Linked DNA regions of Pan troglodytes: regions 1 and 2 are each linked to region 3. Evidence: chromatin contacts called from public HiChIP or PLAC-seq data. All regions are on one chromosome and are shown on one strand. Each heading gives the region's core, a stretch centred on a gene start, on an enhancer-like site or on the middle of the called end of the contact. The rest is flanking DNA. Distances are from core to core; before and after follow the strand shown.

Evidence for each region. HiChIP or PLAC-seq counts read pairs in DNA pulled down with a chosen protein or histone mark.
Region 1: an H3K4me3 HiChIP or PLAC-seq map of stem cell-derived excitatory neurons shows a contact between it and region 3, with 3 times the contacts expected there. The contact joins the promoter of KAT2B here to the promoter of SGO1 in region 3. A contact is called at or near these places in 1 of 7 Hi-C or Micro-C datasets (stem cell-derived neural progenitor cells) and 1 of 1 datasets of contacts at active chromatin or transcription factors (stem cell-derived excitatory neurons).
Region 2: a contact with region 3 is called in an H3K4me3 HiChIP or PLAC-seq map of stem cell-derived excitatory neurons, with 3 times the contacts expected there. The contact joins the promoter of RAB5A here to the promoter of SGO1 in region 3. A contact is called at or near these places in 1 of 7 Hi-C or Micro-C datasets (stem cell-derived neural progenitor cells) and 1 of 1 datasets of contacts at active chromatin or transcription factors (stem cell-derived excitatory neurons).

Annotation. Positions count from the first base shown.
Region 1 is chr2:24,032,374-24,035,401 of NHGRI_mPanTro3-v2.0_pri, forward strand. KAT2B (lysine acetyltransferase 2B) reads left to right here and starts at 1,688. Exons shown (of 17, transcript XM_016940564.4): 1 at 1,688-2,069. The coding sequence starts at 1,767.
Region 2 is chr2:23,941,661-23,944,988 of NHGRI_mPanTro3-v2.0_pri, forward strand. It overlaps RAB5A (RAB5A, member RAS oncogene family), which reads left to right and starts at 1,310. Exons shown (of 6, transcript XM_016940563.4): 1 at 1,310-1,809. It overlaps EFHB (EF-hand domain family member B), which reads right to left and starts at 1,276. Exons shown (of 15, transcript XM_054680429.2): 1 at 1,213-1,276.
Region 3 is chr2:24,172,009-24,175,316 of NHGRI_mPanTro3-v2.0_pri, forward strand. SGO1 (shugoshin 1) reads right to left here and starts at 2,059. Exons shown (of 8, transcript XM_063805526.1): 1 at 1,119-2,059.

The DNA of each region.
Region 1 (3,028 bases), core at 438-2,937, 140 kb before region 3:
ATCTGCGAAACATCTCAGCAGAGCCAGGAGAGAGTAACACTGGTAACGTGAAGCACGTCAAGCTAAGAAAGGAAGCACTGAAATTTATTGTCCTGAATGGAACCTGATAAGAATCTGCCATTTCATCCCCTCAAGACTGGACTCAAGTTGGGAGAGAATATTGCCTTTTGCCCTGTCTAAACTAATATCACTGTTTAGATCTACAAACTCCCCCACCTCCCAATGTTTATATATTAACCTGCATTACAAGTCAAAATAACACAGAGAATCTGGAAAAAGAAGAAGGGGAATGTTTCCAACGAAAAGCACACCCCTTAAGGCGTCTGGCCTGAGAGCTATACAGCATGCATAAAATCTGATAATAAGCACATTATGACCCACATTGCATATAACAAAAAGTAGGGCACTTCTGAAGGGTCCTGAGAAACAGCCCTGGGCTTTTAAAACCTGCGTTAGGAAGGCGATCAACGGTACACCACTTTCAAACGCAGCACTGACTTGTATGCTTCACAGTCATCAACAGTGAAAACAACAGTTTTCAACAAGAGTTGGAAACACTGAGTTGAGGGTTTTTTTTTTCTTTTTAAAGTTTGAGGCCAAAATCGATATTTATTCTTTTGAATTATGCTTATATCTTTTTCCTGGTTAATACGCACGCTGGTGGCACAATTTTGAAAACTACGTAACGTTATAGAACCACCACCCAGAAACGAATCCTGTTAACAAACTTTTTGTATTCAAACTTTTTCCACTGCATAGTTTTTGACAATGCTTTTTAGACAATCTTTCTTTTAGCAACCAGCACTTTCAAACAAAAATTAGAGAGAATAGTAAGTTTTTTTCCCCTCCTCCGGCAGATTTGACCCAGAAATTGCTATGGGAAGAAAGTGTTAATTATATTCAAAAATAGTTTGACAGAAAGTATTTAAAAAGAGAAAGGGAGAACATCACGTCTTTATTTTGGTGAATTAGCAACAAAGAAAAGGATTAGCATGGACGGGTACTTTTCAAAAATATATATTTTTTTCCTCTGGCTCCCGCTAGGGTGGAGGAAGTTGTCTCTCTGTCAGAGACAGGGTGGAAGAGAGTGAAAGGACAAATGATTGAGAGGCTGCCCCCTCCCACTGGTGCAGGCGTGCGGGGGTCGGATGGGGGACCGCGGAGGGGGGAGGTGGCCAGCAGGTGCCTGGGCTCCAGGCCCCTACCCCCACCCTCGTCCCCACCCTCACCCACACCCAGGGATTGGCCTCGCCCCCTGGCGGGCGAGCGGTAGGTGTCGAGGCACTGGGGTGGGGGGTGCAAACCCCGCGGGCAGCGGAAAAGAGGCCGTGGGGGGCCTCCCAGCGCTGGCAGACACCGTGAGGCTGGCAGCCCCCGGCACGCACACCTAGTCCTCAGTCCCGAGGAACATGTCCGCAGCCAGGGCACGGAGCAGAGTCCCGGGCAGGAGAACCAAGGGAGGGCGTGTGCTGTGGCGGCGGCGGCAGCGGCAGCGGAGCCGCTAGTCCCCTCCCTCCTGGGGGAGCAGCTGCCGCCGCTGCCGCCGCCGCCACCACCATCAGCGCGCGGGGCCCGGCCAGAGCGAGCCGGGCGAGCGGCGCGCTAGGGGGAGGGCGGGGGCGGGGGCGGGGAGGGGGGTGGGCGAAGGGGGCGGGAGGGCGTGGGGGGAGGGTCTCGCTCTCCCGACTACCAGAGCCCGAGAGGGAGACCCTGGCGGCGGCGGCGGCGCCTGACACTCGGCGCCTCCTGCCGTGCTCCGGGGCGGCATGTCCGAGGCTGGCGGGGCCGGGCCGGGCGGCTGCGGGGCAGGAGCCGGGGCAGGGGCCGGGCCCGGGGCGCTGCCCCCGCAGCCTGCGGCGCTTCCGCCCGCGCCCCCGCAGGGCTCCCCCTGCGCCGCTGCCGCCGGGGGCTCGGGCGCCTGCGGTCCGGCGACGGCAGTGGCTGCAGCGGGCACGGCCGAAGGACCGGGAGGCGGTGGCTCGGCCCGAATCGCCGTGAAGAAAGCGCAACTACGCTCCGCTCCGCGGGCCAAGAAACTGGAGAAACTCGGAGTGTACTCCGCCTGCAAGGTACGCGCTCGCCGCTCTCGGACCGCGGATGGGTGCTAGGGGCCCAGCCCGCGGGACCCCCCTCCCCCTCCCGCTTCCACCTCCGCCTCCTGCCTCCTGCCTCTCGCCTCCCGCCTGGGGCCGCTGCACCGCGGAAGTACTCTTGTCGCCCGCGCCCAATTAGCTTCTTCTTGGATAAGAGTCCTGCTGGGTTTGAAGAAGGGGGATCACTAAGACGGAGAGCCCTTCATTCCTTCCGCTTGAAAGGAGTAGCTTCGGCATCCGAGCTCCTGGGCTACCTTGGGGTTTTGTTGCTCTGTAGGAGCTCGCTGGAGTCACTTTCCCGGGAGTGGAGCGGTGCTCTCCATGTGGCGGGTGACCCAGGGGCAAGGAAAAATCTTTTGGGGGACTGAGTGGTCCCTTCTGCAATCGATCCCTTCCTGTGTCCCACTGGGAGGAACTGGGTGCAAGGAGTGGGGGTGGAGAAGACTCCCGGACTCCTGGCGCTTTGGGAAAGCGAATGGGAGGAAAGCGCGGGGTGGGAAGGTGGGCAGAGTCCGAGGCGAGGGTCTTGTGGCGCCTGGCGCCCTCGGCTGGGGGCGGAGGCACTGCCGCGCGCGGTGACAGCCCTGTCATTATTGTATTATTACTTGTTTAGTTAAAACGCTGTCCCAGCTGCTCGAGGTGTAAACAGGATTTGGCAAAGTGACAGCCCAGCGCGGCGGGCGCTACTGCTCAGTTTGAGGACACCCATTTCTTGCTACCCACTCTCCATGCCAGTTTAGGCACCCTGTCACCCCCAGCTGCAGATCCAGATGTGGAGGCTGTGTTCCCGAGGTGGGAGGATTGCCCGAGGCCGCGGGGCAGGCTGGCCCTGCGCTGTCAGCAGCGGCTTTGTTTTGACAGGGTGACAGCTGAGGGGGGCGGGGACTTGGCCTTGTCAGCTCCTGCGGCCTGTGGCTGAGGCAGGGAAGAGACAC
Region 2 (3,328 bases), core at 60-2,559, 230 kb before region 3:
AGTCCATATTGAACAACTCCTTGAGAATAAAATACCACAGGTATCATTTACGTATGACACATTACGTTCTTCTGGCAACTAGGTAGTTGATCTGAAAGACGGGCTGTTCAAAGTTCAAATCATCTTAATTGCACAATGCCGCCGACTGTACGCCCATAAGATACCTTAACCCGGTACACTTCAAAGACAATATTCTCGCCCTTACAACAGAGCTATACATTGTAAACTGCAAACTGAAAAGTAGCCTTTATTCTGAAGGAAAATCAATTTAATATTCTTCCACCAAATTATCAATTTTTTTGGCGGAGGCTGGGGAGGGGGTGGTGGCTGAAGCCTCGCCAGAGACTGACTGTGGTGTGGGATTCAACTAAAGCAGCACATCTTCAGTAGGTCCCCCCTGGAGGGTAACGAACGTCTTGGGTTGTCTTTCACCAGAATTGTGTTCAACAACTCACGTTCTGGAGCCAACCCGCCGCAGATCAGAATCCAGCTTCTGCACCACACAGCCGTGATCTCGGACAAGTTACTCAATCACTTGTGTCTCAAATTCTTTACCTATAAAACATCTACAACTACAACTGAAGACTTGGCTGCCAGGCACTGGGCTAGACATAGATTTACAGCGGTGAGGACCACCAAGGGGAGCTAAAATTCGAATGTAGGGAACAGACGATTAACAAGTTAGTTTCAGAATGAAAGACGAGTGTAAGAATTCGATGGGATAATTCCTGTAAAGCGTTTAGTACAGTAAAGAGCGAAGGGAAATTCTGAATAAAAGGTAGACACTATTTTAGGATTTGGCCTTCCCCGCCCCCTACCAAAACCACGTAAACTCTTAACAGAAGCGACTTATTATTGTCAGGCGCCTAAAGGCGGCTTTTGGGATAGGGAGAGTCCTTTCTTCCTCCTTGGGGTAAATGCGATTTAGCAGCCTTTACCGACCTACCCAACCCCAGGGCCATTTTGTGGGAGGAGGTTCTCTCGTGCTAGACAAGTTCCCTCTAATAAAGCCCCTTAGCCGAGATGCCAGGATTGGGGTGAGGGAACCTCGCCGCTCCCACAAGGGCTGGGCACAAAAAACAAAAAAACACAAGTTATTTTGATCTTCCCCCAAAGAATAGTAAAGGAATTTCCCCCGACCCCGGCCGCCGGGAGCCCAGAGACCCCCAGCCGAAATAACAATGGCGCTGGAGAGGGCATGGCCGCGCGTACCTGGGGTGGGGGAAGGGGAGAAAGGCGGCCAGTTCGGATCTGAGCCACTCGCAGGGTCACGTGATATCCTGCCTCGCCCCGCCCCGCGAACAAACTTAGGCGGGGAGGGATTCGGGAAGGGGCGGGGAAGCGGAAGGAGCGGGCGGACTGGCGATGATGGGAAGTGACGAAGTGGCGCAGTTCGCTGCGTGCAGCGACGTGGCGGCGGGGCCGGCACCGGGCAGCGGAAGTGGCTCCGGCGGTGGGACTTGAGTGTTTGTGTTTTGGTTCGTGAAGGAGCCGGCGGCTGGCCTTAGGGGAGGAGGCAGAGGGAGGAGGAGGAGGAAGAATTAGTCGGAACTCCAGCGCCGGCGGCGGCGGCGGAGGAGGAGAAAGGAAAGAGGAAGGCGGAGCGGCGAGAGGCGGAGACGGAGCCCGACAGGGGCGGCACCACGGCACGAGCCCCGCACAGTCCAGTGTGAGGGGAGCGGCGCGAAGAGCAGGCGACGCCGCCGCCGCCACCACCACCGCCATAGATACACTCTCATCCTACGGGCCACGCCTGGGCCTTGCTGCCAGGAAGCTTCGGCCCCGCAGCTCCGCTTGCTGCGGTCTCAGGTAACCGAACCGAACCGCCCCTCCCCCTGCGCAGCGGGGGCCTGGACCCCAGGTTATCCGCGGTCCCCAGCCTGTCCGCGGCCCTGCCGGTACTGAGACCCCCCACCCCTTCTCCCTCACGCGCAGCAGTGCCCTGGACCAGAGAACTATCGAACCCGGCGTCTTGTTCTGCCAGCCCTGGTGACTCATCCTCAAGGGGCTCTGGAGACCGGGATTTGGGGCCTGACTGAGGGAGCGACGGGTGTCACCCTTTCCCTTCTCAAGATGGCGCCGTGGAAAGTGTACTGGAGGCCGCGGTTCCGCCTGGTCCCTGTCCTGGCAGTCCTGGGGGTCTCGGTCAAAGCAAATCAGGTTCGGGGGAGGAGGTTGGAAAGGCCAAGGGACCTGGCGAGTGCTGCTTATCCAGGCGATCTGTAGTTGGCTATTAGCTACTCAGGTGCGAGACAAGCAGGAACCTGGGCCTACTGCAGGTGTCAATGTGGGGAGCTCCGCCTACCTTCAACTTCCAAAGATGAGTAGTGTCGGTGGGTGGGAGGCTCGTCAAAATAGGCTGTCTAGAGACTTGTTTTCTGTTTGGAAGGTAGTGAACTACAGCGTTAAATAAATTCAAGATAACAGGACCGCTGAACTCCTTCACTGGGTAGAGACCATGGAACTTGCTCTGGCGTTATCTTCCCTGGAAGCTGCTTACCTCTGAGACTTTCAAACTTGTTAAGTTCTGAACGTCGTAGTTCACATACTTGGTTTTTGTCTTGCTTAAATGGAATCAAAGCGTTCAATCAGTTGCCTTTCACATAATAAGAAAAAAACACTTGTACACCTCTGGGAATACTCAAGACTGCTCATAAACTTTATTCCTAAAGTAAAATGGAAGTGATAACTCAGCATTTGTATAAACAAAGTACATGGAACAGTGCCTGGCACAAAATAAGTGCCCAGGTCAATTTTTTGATCAAAGAACCCTTAGAAGGATTTTAACTATAGAATGAATAACAGTTATTTTCAAAAGATTACAAATGTATATTATGCAAAATTCTTGTTTTGCAAAACAAGTTTCAATAAGCAGTGAATACAAATGAATGCACGTAATTTTTAACCTTAGTGTTATGCTAAGTGTATATTTACCATTAACTTTAGTTATTTCCTGTTTGAGATCCTTAGGGGGAGTAGCCACAATTAAGTAGCTTTAAACCTTAAAAGTCAAAGTGAAATCAGAATCTTGATTTTTTTTTTTTAATGGGAGTCTGATATTTTCCCTGAAATTTTGGAAGTGCTGTAGAAATTTGGAGCATATTGTCCTTGATAAGTAATTTCTTGCTTTCTCAAATAAAAAGACAAATGGAAAATGTTTTAATTGATTGTGTGTAATATCTGAAGATGTATTGGTGCGTTTTCAGTATATATGATCTATTGATATTTTATCATTTTCTTATCAAAGGAGCACATTATTGGCAATTTCAATCCCTACTATGTATATTAGAGATTGTTTACATGTATTGTTTTATTTGTCACATCAGCT
Region 3 (3,308 bases), core at 809-3,308:
TGAATATAGATTTCCAACCCAAAGATTCCACAATATGCCACTTATTCATTCTTTAACAAATACTCACTGTGGGGTATATGCCAGACACTATTGAAAATGCTTATTATTATATTTTGATGCATTATTTACACTTTTTATAGAAAACGTTTAGGACCAACTTTTACTGCTTAAGCTTACAGCATTAGTTCTGAGGCAATTATATATTTGGGTTTTGTTTTCCAGCTCTTCTCTAATGATTAATTCATCAGATTAGGTCATTCAACTATTTTTCCATACTCTTTAAATGCAATTATCACTTATGATATGCACACAGTCTCAAGAAAGTCAAGGTACTCCTTAGAGGTTTAAACTATGTAGCACTACATACAATTTTAATAGGCTATTGTAACAAGTACAGAGCTAGAGCAGGAACTTGGGCAGAGGAACACTCTAGTATTCTGAAAGTGTGGCTAAAAGTTAGGGCTGTTAACTCCCAGTAAATTATGAACATAACAAATCAGACATTAAATATTGTTGTACATACAGTTAAACGTTGAGTATTAAATACATAACTATACTTAATCTTTCAACGTTGCAAATCAGGTAGGCTTTAGCATGCTACTAAACATGTCAAACCACTTTTCACAAACATCTTTTACTCTAGATTGCACTTTGCAGATCTTAAAATTGCAAAAAAAAAAAAAAAAAGACTTGTTTCCAATAACAATCTATGCACAGAATTTTCACTACAAAGGATATCTTCATCTCCTCTATGATAGTCAAATATTTTCCTAAACCTTACACTTAATCTTGAGTATTTCCTCCAGGCCTTATTTTCCTCTATGCAGTGTCTGGAATCTTAAATATAGGTATTGTAGATACCACTTAAGAACTTTCTTTCTACCAAGGTATATACAATATATACTGGGAGGTTCCTAGCAGAGATAGGGTAGCTATTTTTAAAAGCACGAACGGTAAAGGGGTTGTTTTACACAACTAAGTTAGAATTGGAGATGTTTGAGAGTCATACAGATTAAGTAACGGATCTAGTTTAGTTAAGGTATTTTAAAGGCAAAGCCTTATCTAAAAAGCTTTCGTTATTACTTTTAATCAAGTTAAAAATCACAAAAGAAACTTGCCATATCAAAAGTTTTATATCCTGTCTAAATAAGGCGATGGTTATTAGCAGGGGGTGTGGTAGACAGAAGGGATGAAAGCAAAGACAGACCACAGCGTGAGATGACGGCCTCAATCTGTACAGTACTCGTGTAAGCGCTCTGGATTTAAAGAACCTAGCATATTTGATCTCCGTCCATAATTCTCCAATTAGTCCTGCTGCGAAGACAGCCAGGTAGGATACTAGTCAGTGCCGGCCTCTCCAGGGTAAGTGAGGAAGAGAATGGCCTGGACAAGGAAGACGTCAACGGTATCACGCTGCACAAAGAACTGCTGTCAATTTTCTTGTGTCCTTACGTTGAGCCAGGCTTTTAGCTATTGTAAAAGCTTTATTTGCACATCACTTAATCTACACAATTTTGCAAAGTAGGAAATTAGGGTCTCCATGGAAGCCGGAACATCTGAAAGCGCAGATCGAGTGGCTGAACGGCGAAAAGCGCGGCGAGTGGGACTCCACAGCCCGAGCTTTCGGCCACCGAATTTAGAACGATACTGAAAACCGAAGGGAAGTCAAACAGGGATCACTACGCCGTTGTTTCGCACCTTAAAACCTACTTCTTCCTCTTTCAGGGACTCCAGGAAGGCGAGGGGAGGTGGGGCTGGCGGAAGTGGACGCGGCGACCCTCCTGCCGCAGGCGCGTCCAGAACGATACCTTGGCCACTACTTCTGCAACAGCTATCTTCCTCCTCCTCACATTTCAAGGCTCTTCGAAGCTCTCCAGCCACGGCTAGCCCCGCGCACTGGGCCCTCCAGGACCGTACCACCGTCCGCCGTCGCCTGGAACTACCGCCGCCACATTCGAAATTTTCCGCCTCGCTCCTCCATTGGTTGGCTGGGAGGCGGTCACGTGGCGCAGGATGCACCCAACACCACCGTCGCAGGCAGAGTCCCGCCCCGCCAGGCGGCGTCACGTGACGCACATTCGCTCAAGTCCACATCCGGGCATCCACCCGGCCCTGGGGAGGAGCCTGCGGTCGGGTCTCGGCGACCCGCCGGGACTTTCTAATCAGAGTCGTGGGGATTTTACGGGTGGAGTTACTCCGAAACCTTTAAGGCCGAGTGTGATAGGTAGTTCAAAGCTTCCTGTTTCTTCAGTCTGACAGCTTCAAATGTCCCGGGTTGTGCTCAAAGCCTCCCTCTTGTGAGAAGAATCTCTTTGGTTGCCTGTTAAAGCGGTCAGCCAGCTTGCAACACGGAAGCAGCTTTTAGAGGAATTAAAACCAAAACAAGGAGCAAATTCTGGATTAAAAAGGTATTAGGGAAACTGCAGCTACCTGAAAATTCTAGCTCCATGTTTCTCTTTGCCGGCTATCTCTGGCTCTTTAATTCTTCTCGAGAAATGGCACCAACATCCATCCAGTTACCGACTAGAAGCCTGAGAAATCGTCCTTAATGATTATTTATCCTCTCTTAACCTTTGCCCGTCCAGTCGGTCACACGATCTTCTCAACTCTACTTTCCAAGTTTCTCTCATGCCCATCTTTTTCCCCCCAATCTAGCTTCCAGCCTAATCTCATTCCCTAAATTGCACTAGTACCCACTCTGACCGCAGACTCCACTCCCTATATTCTTCATAGATTAATATTTTTACAAAACAAGTATCAAATAGGAAACTTTACAATGGCTCCCTATTGCATTTGAGGTGAATTTCAAACTCCTTTAAGATATTTTGTCCTTAAAGAGCCCCATGATTCCTGGTTCCATCACATGTACATTTTCTTTAATTTTCTTAAAGTTCTTGCCACTTTTGCCAATGCTGTTCTGTCAAGAACATTCTTTCCCTTGGCCGAACTTACTCCTATGTATACTGAAGTTTCACTGTACAGATGAATTCTTCCAGAAAGACTTATCTACCCCTAAAGCCCCTGAGTATCTGCTTTACACTTTCTTAGTGCCCTGCATTTTCCCCTTGGTATTCCTTGTGACACTGACTTGTCGTTCATTGCCTGTTTCTTGAAGTTGAATAAGGGCAGGAACTACATCTGCTTTGTTCATAGCTACATTGTCAGCATCTCGTTGCAATTTGAAGTAAGTAGTAAATATTCACTGGGACAATAAAGGAACAAATAAGTGAAAACGAAACAAATGTTTTGAATCTAGGCATTCTTTATGAAGGTGTGTTGTTGTTTTTTAAAGGTAGCTAACACATGCT